Regions from separate parts of the Rattus norvegicus genome. Here region 2 is linked to region 1. A link is a contact called in public Hi-C data. All regions are on one chromosome and are shown on one strand. Each heading gives the region's core, a stretch centred on a gene start, on an enhancer-like site or on the middle of the called end of the contact. The rest is flanking DNA. Distances are from core to core; before and after follow the strand shown.

Region 1 (3,651 bases), core at 379-2,878:
AACCTGTAAAAGTAATCCAGTGCACACATTGCCACCCAGTTTCCCACTGTTATGAGCCAACATGCCTTGAAGCTGGATACAGGGGGGGAACCTAAGAGGGCGCGTTACATGATAACCAATCTCCCCCGGGTCTGCATTAACTGGGAACTGAATCGTTTCAGCAATCTTTTAAAAGCAGATAGGTACGGTGCCCTCAAAGGAAATTAAGCCCCAATTACCAGGAAGTGTCACTTCCATCCACTGGTTACAACTGGACACTTGAAAAGGACTGTTTGTTTGAGCCACGGCCTTAAACCGCTGAGTCCAATCTCTGTATTTTAAAGCTCTGAAGCCTAGAGTTGCCAGAAGACTCAGGCATCTGGCAGCACTGGCCCGTGTTACCAAGGGCAAAGCGGGCCAAGGGAGACATGGCCGTCTCTGTGGGTGGCACTGTGCTCTCTAGCTGGGCATTCAATGTGTCATTCCTGGTCAGCCTCACCCAACACTGTTCTTTGCAGAGTCAATTCGTCACAGACCGAGGAGCTGGACCCATAACTACTTTCTGATCTGCTTACTCGATGGCCCTAAGGCCTTGGACTGACACTGCCCCCTCCTTGGAGGCTCCGTTTTTTTTTATAGTGCTGGTTTGCAGTGAACAGCATCAGCTTCCTGGGGCATCCGTGGGTACTAACAGGAACTGAATGTGAACAAGCATCCTCAGCAGGATGGAGCAGCATTGGAGAAACAGTCACTAGCCCGCAAGATCCCTGAGCACAGCTCCGAACTCTCGAGGCACACCCGGATGACATCACAGGCATCCAAAGTCCATCAGATGAGCTGAGGCGTAACCTCATCCATAGGGACCCTGGGGGCTCAAATCAAGCATGCCAGTGGAGATGGGGAGACTGACAGCTCCGGATTCTCAAGGGACTACAAAATGCATCCCAACCGAGGCGGGTTCCTTATGTCAATTCCAGCATCTCCGATTTAACACAGGTTCCCCTGACCCACAGCTGGTCTTTCTCTATCTGCAAGGAATACGTAAGCAGGAAAGACCTAGAGGAGAGGAGACCAACACAGGCCTACCACCCTCTCTTTCTCATCCCTCCCCCAGTCCCCTCTTCTCTGTTATCATCAGCTTAATGGATGGTCTGCGTCCTGGCAAGACTTTCCCTTCCCAGCACCAGTCACTGGAGGCTGGGGGAGCCAGCAGATGGCTCGCTCACAGCTAATTTGAGTACACATTCAAGACAATAATCAGCTACAGATTGGCTTGGCACCCACCCCGTGGGAGAAGAGAGGCCAACAAGCGTTGCTTAAGTCCATGCTGTTCCCCATGACTTTGTCCACAATTACTTCACGGAGATACAGGGTTCTAATGTCATAATAACTTGTTTTGAAAGAAACTCTATTATTTCATAAGCAGTTCATCCACTTCTTCAGTAAACTACCCACATGAACTCTGGAACGTTCCTCAGTGAACTTGGCTTTCTTGATACTTTCCCATCCACCCAGGCAACTAAATGCATAGGGATCAGGTCATAGTCTTTCCACACTGACCTCTAAAAGGACATGCCGACACCCTCTGGAAGTCCCCTGTATGACACAATGCAGGCCTGATCTGTGTCAGTCCAGTCAGCAGAGGCCTCCTACAATGACTGAGCCCTTGGGGTCACTGCTTTGGAGACAGCAAACTATTAGGAAGGCAAAGGGCACAGGATTATCTCTTCTGCCTTTAGCCAGAGGCAGCTTTTCCATGACTCTTGACATCCACAATGGCCAAGCATCCGCCTCGTGACTCCTGATTTCGTGTGGTGACAAAGTGAAGCCAACTCCTTACTTCAGCTAAGCCAAGCATCTATCAAAGCTCTGGGTTGAGCTCTCCGGCTTCAGATAGAGTATATGATCACTGCCCCAGACCTACGTATATCATTCTTGAAATATCTCTCTGTGCATATCCATCTAGCCTGTCTTCTTTGAAATAAGAGGCATCTCCTGTCCCCATATCCTGACCTTGTATTTTTGCGCCTAGGTCTGGCCCTTGTCCTGTATTAGGTGACACTGAGTAAGTCAAGGCTTGTTTTTCTGTTGTTGTTGTTGTTGTTGTTGTTGTTCCTTTGAGAGCCACAAAAGAACTATGATACTGTTAATAATCACACTGGTCATTCTTAGTGGAGATGTTACTGTAAGTGTGTACCTCAGGAAGAATACCTTAGAGGACCAAACCTCCAGGCCCCTCTCCAGCTCTAATGAATTACAACTTCTGTTTTCACAAGCTGCATTAATAGGGGTCAGGGCAGCCCAGCAATATGCAGGAATGCTGAGTCCTCCTCTTTCACAGGAAATAGCAGTGAAAGTCACACCCTCTTACAGTCCCCTCCCCTTGTCATAGACTGCCTTAGCCCTTCACTCTTCCACTCAGAACTGTAAACACAGTCAGAGACAACAATAGAGTATGAAAGAAGGCATAGACAGGGCTCAGCAGAATACCTGGCATGTGATGAACATCAGTATTTGTGAGGGCTGGAGAGATGGCTCAGTGGTTAAGAGCACCCGACTACTCTTCCAGAGGTCCTGAGTTCAATTCCCAGCAACCACATGGTGGTTCACAACGATGTCTAATGGGATTGAATGCCTTCTTCTGGTGTGCATGAAGACAGCTACAATGTACTCACACACATGAAATAAATAATCAGTATTTTCATGTAACTAGGAGCTATAGGAAACAACAAATACATAACGGTGAGCGGGTTTTTGAGGGAGAAAAAAAACCAGTAATGTCAAATAAACAGCTCTGGACTACGTAAGAAGTTCCAGGCCAGCCTGGGTTACAGAATGGGACCCTGTCTCAAAAATACAAAAAGACTTAAGACGAGAGAATAAACACCTAATGGCTCGCAGAGGACAGCTTCTGCCCTGGCTAAACACCTAATGACTCATAGGAGAGAGCCTCTGCCCTGGCTCTACGGGCCAGCTGGGGCTCGCCTCCCATTCTCGAACCTTCACTTCGGATCATTATCATTGGTCAGGCAAGAAGCAGAAGAGCTTAAGGAGGTCGGCACTCAGCTCAGTTTCCATCAGGGAGCGAAACAGGTCAGCATGTCTGAGAAGACCTCTCTCTAAATCATTCTTCATTCTTAAGAGGCAGCAAAACAGCCTTCACTCTGCAAAGGCAGCTAACTGGCTTCCGAATTTGGACGGCTGACATGCCATCCATTACTGCGTGAGCTAGGTTTAGTGGGATCTGTTAATTTCCCTCTGGACACTGTTTGAGATGCAGCAGAAGGACACGGTGTAAGATTATAGGGCAACAATCACCTCCTCCAGGTTACAGGGCAAGCACCCATCCACCCACCTCCCCCACCCCCACCACCAGACTATAGAGACAGCTCAAATCCTCCAAGGCTACGGAAGGGTTGGATGTGATCATGTGACATATTTTTGCACACATGTATATTCATATTCCCCCTATAAGGGTGGGGGCGGTGGCTAAGGTTGGGCCCTAGAGACTTCAAAAGCCAGTTCTTACTTTGCTTAGTCTCCCTGGCTCACCAGCAGGACTTCCAATGTGACTTCCAATGGCTTTAGTCCTAGACTTGGGACATTGGACATTAGACTGTTTGTATCAGTGGTAAGATCCTGCCAGTCCTAAAAATATAATGATAGTGAGCA
Region 2 (3,651 bases), core at 768-3,267, 150 kb after region 1:
AGAACAACCCATGCATCCTCTCCCATCTGCGTGGGGGAGAGGAGCCAGTGCTGTATTTACTGTTTGGATGGGGTCCATGGATCCGACCTCAGCAACCGTATCTGGAGAGGGAGACACAGAGTTCAGGCAGCTTAACCAGGGTTAAAGTAGGGGCAACCTACTTTAGTGAAGTTAGCTTAGGCTGCGCACTTGTCAGCAAGCATGGGGTTGATCTTCTCCAAAGTTAGAACTTGGGATGCAAGGAGAAGTGATCCAATGGTGTCTGGCTGAGGGAAGAGCGGGCTCGGCTACACCGCTGTTGGTGCGAGTGGGAACCTGAGGCCCAGGGGAGCTCACCGCGATTCCAGGTTCCGGTAAGCAGCATCAGTAGATCAATGTTGAGCATTACAGAAGTACTTAGGACTCTTATACCCCTCACCTTCAGCTTACGGCTCGTTAGCACGGTGCACACTAGTTTTAGCCTGTGCTTTGCTACGTGACAGCCTGCATGGGGCGAGATGTACAGTCTGGTTTCTTTTACAAGCCAGTTTTAATTCATTCTTTATCATACCGTAGTGTCTGTGACTGAGGCCAGGTACAACTGAGAGCCTCCCCACTCCACCCCCTGGAACCACGTCTTCATGACAGGACATCAAGGTGAGTGGTACCCTTGTCAAACCATAGCTGACACAGAAGACTTCATGTGAGGTACCTTCAGGATGCTAACCAGTTGGCATGGTGACCTTCTGAAAGGCTCCCTTGTGCTGAGACAGAGCGTGAGAAGAGGCTCTTCACTGGCCTGTGTTTTTCCACTTTTCTCTGCTGTCGCTGTTATACAGCACTCTGACAGGATCAGCTTAAAAGTAGGGTCCGTGCTGACTCACAGTTTAAGGGTAGAGTCTATCATGTGAGAAAGTCAGGTGGATTTTTGAAGCAGCTGGTAACATCATATCTACAGTCAGGAATTAGAGACGGATGAACAGTCCAGGATTCCAGCCAGGGAATAATGCCGCCCACAGTGGGCAAGTCTTTCTACCTCAATTAATGTAGTCAAGGTTATCCCCGACAGGCACGATCACAAGCCCAGCTCTCTGTTGGTTGTAGATTCTGTACAGTACACAGCTAACACTAATCATGATACCCTCGCATGATCATTGACTTGGGATTCTTCAAGCAGTCTTTAAGACCCTTTCTGAAACACTTTAAAAGCATTACGTGAGTAGTAACTGAAATGGTTCTCCAATCGTCCCTGCTACCCTGGGCCTCTTCCCTTCTGTTTCCAGAAGGGAGAGTCTGTTCAATGAGAGACTTTGCCTAAGAAAATAGGGTCCAGGACTCAGCACTCAAGAGCACTGGCTGTTCTGGCACAGGATCTCGGTTCAGTTCTCATCACCAAATGGCAGCTCACAAGCCCTCATAACTCCAGATCCAGGGGAATCTGCTGCCATCTTCTGGACTCTTTAGGCATTGCACTTGTGTAAGCATACGGCGGCCCCTTTCTTCACATAAATAAAAATATATATTATATGTATAAGGTAGAAAATGACTGAGGAAGACACTTGGTGTTGGTTTACAGTATCCACGTACAGGTTCCTGCACACACACACACACACACACACACACACACACACACCCAGAGAGAGAGAGAGAGAGAGACAGACAGACAGACAGAGACACAGAGACAGAGACAGAGACAGAGACAGAGACAGAGACAGAGAGACAGAGAGCACTCATCAGTCTCCATTCCTACTTTTCATGCTCCTGTCTCAGTGTGGAGCTTCCATAGTTGTTTTCTAAGGAGCCTCATCTTCCTGGCTGTCAGAACAGTAGGCATTGTTTTGCCAAGGCACGGGCTCATGGGCTCTTGTTGTTTTCTCAGGACCCACGGAACTCTGCTGTGAAAGCTAGCTTCCTGGCACCCGCACCCCAGTGTTTTTATGTGCTTAAAATTCCATCTGTGCAAGTCCAGACATGACCCGAGTGCTTGTCAGGTCTAGTTCATCTCAGCCCTCCCAGGGCTCAGGCTTGCAATGAGAAGGTTTCCCCACTCTTGTTCACCCATCCTGCTGAGCCAGCAGCTCCCTCTGTCCCAGATCATGCAGCCTTGGATTGTTGACAAACTTGGGCAATTTCATTTGCCTTGTCCAATGCATACTGTGAGCCTGCCAGAAGTCCTGCTGGCTTATAGATAAAGACAAGATTCCAGGAAAGGTTGAGCTGTGCTTGCCAAATGTGGCCTAAGTTACTGGCCAAACATACAACCCAACGATGACAGCCGAGTTGCTGTGAACTCTGAGCTTCCCTCATTAAAAACTGAGAGAGGGGCTGGAGAGATGGCTCAGAGGTTAAGAGCACTGACTGCTCTTCCTGAGGTCCTGAGTTCAAATCCCAGCAACCACATGGTGGCTCACAACCACCTGTAATGATATCCAATGCCCTCATCTGGTGTGTCTGAAGACAGCTACAGTGTACTCACATACATAGAATAAATCTTTAAAAAAAAAAAGCCAGAAAGGAAAAAAAAAGTATCATTTAAAAAAAAAAAAAACTGAGACCCCAGGATTCAAAGCACAGAGAAGAAGCACAGTATCCTCCTACACCCCTGTTCTGAGAAGGCTGCTGGCACGACCAGGGATAGGTCATCAGACCCTTCTCCATTCTGTTTTCTCTGGGCTGGTGGGGGCTGCAGACAGGATACCTTCCACGGCACAAGGAAGGGTGTTAGTTAGAATTTTGTCACTGCCACAGAGCACCTGAGGCTGCTAAGGTTTAAGGAGAAAACATCCACTTACCCTGCAGTTTGGAGGACAGAGATTCCTGGCTTCCCTTTGGCTACCTCACCTCATGGTGGGTGGACTCTCTGGCTACAACCAACAAACGATTAGGCTTCAAACCAGAAGCAGAGAGGGCTGGGCTGGAGGCCAAACTCAAGTTTTAAAAACAGTCCTTCACTGAAGAACTACTTCCAGAGGGCATAACCCTAGGGCCCACAGGAGCTCCCCTAACTCAGACTTCTGAGGACTTCCACAATTCCCTAATAGCATCGCTCTGCACGGTACCCCTTCAATCACAATGCAGCACACAAACTGCATTGATGCCACACGGCAGCAGCATGTGCCGCTTAAAACAAGCCACTCTGGAGGAATGACTGCCTTGAATGCAGCAGGCAGAAGAAAATTCCCCAGCACCCCATTCACCTAAAAGCAGCATGTAGATCCGTGAACGTTTCCCCTTCTCTCTACCAGGAAGGGCAGGTGACAGTTACTAGAAACAGCACCAGCCCCGTGTCTGCTCACAAGCAACTCTAACAGGGCTGCCTAGATTAGAGGGAATGGACGGGGCCTGCTCCAGTTTTGGCTCGGGGACAGAGGAGGTAAGAGAAGGGAAGCAGGGAACAGGCAGCTGTGAGGATTCTAGAAGGGGCTGGGCAGTGAGCAGAGAATAAAAGGCTGGCAGTGCTGGCCTAAAGTGAAGGCACAAAGTTGAGAACCTGAGTGAAGTTAAGTGGCTTAAAGCTAAGAGGCTGGTAGTGGTCAGCCATACCCTGAGCAGACCAGCCATGCCCTGAGCAGGCCAGCTATGCCCTGAGAAGACCAGCCATACCCTGAGCAGGCCACCCATGCCCTGAGCAGACCAGCCATGCCCTGAGCAGACCAGCCATGCCCTGAGAAG

The links. A called contact is a pair of places that touch in the nucleus more often than the background predicts.
Region 2: a contact with region 1 is called in a Hi-C map of liver, with 3 times the contacts expected there. The contact joins two enhancer-like sites. A contact is called at or near these places in 2 of 12 Hi-C or Micro-C datasets (kidney and liver).

What each region holds. Positions count from the first base shown.
Region 1 is chr17:4,039,838-4,043,488 of GRCr8, forward strand. The region is part of intron 2 of Dapk1 (death associated protein kinase 1); the gene reads right to left. Among named protein-coding and RNA genes, the nearest start is that of Dapk1, 55 kb to the right of the region's middle. Within about 2 kb of position 1,629, at least 12 of the 93 cell types and tissues checked have an H3K27ac peak or open chromatin away from gene starts, as enhancers often do. A contact at or near this core is called in liver, where this site is marked.
Region 2 is chr17:4,191,279-4,194,929 of GRCr8, forward strand. LOC100912124 (a long non-coding RNA gene) reads left to right here. Exons shown (of 10, transcript XR_001841748.3): 3 at 1-353; 4 at 556-636. Among named protein-coding and RNA genes, the nearest start is that of Dapk1, 97 kb to the left of the region's middle. Within about 2 kb of position 2,018, at least 17 of the 93 cell types and tissues checked have an H3K27ac peak or open chromatin away from gene starts, as enhancers often do. A contact at or near this core is called in liver, where this site is marked.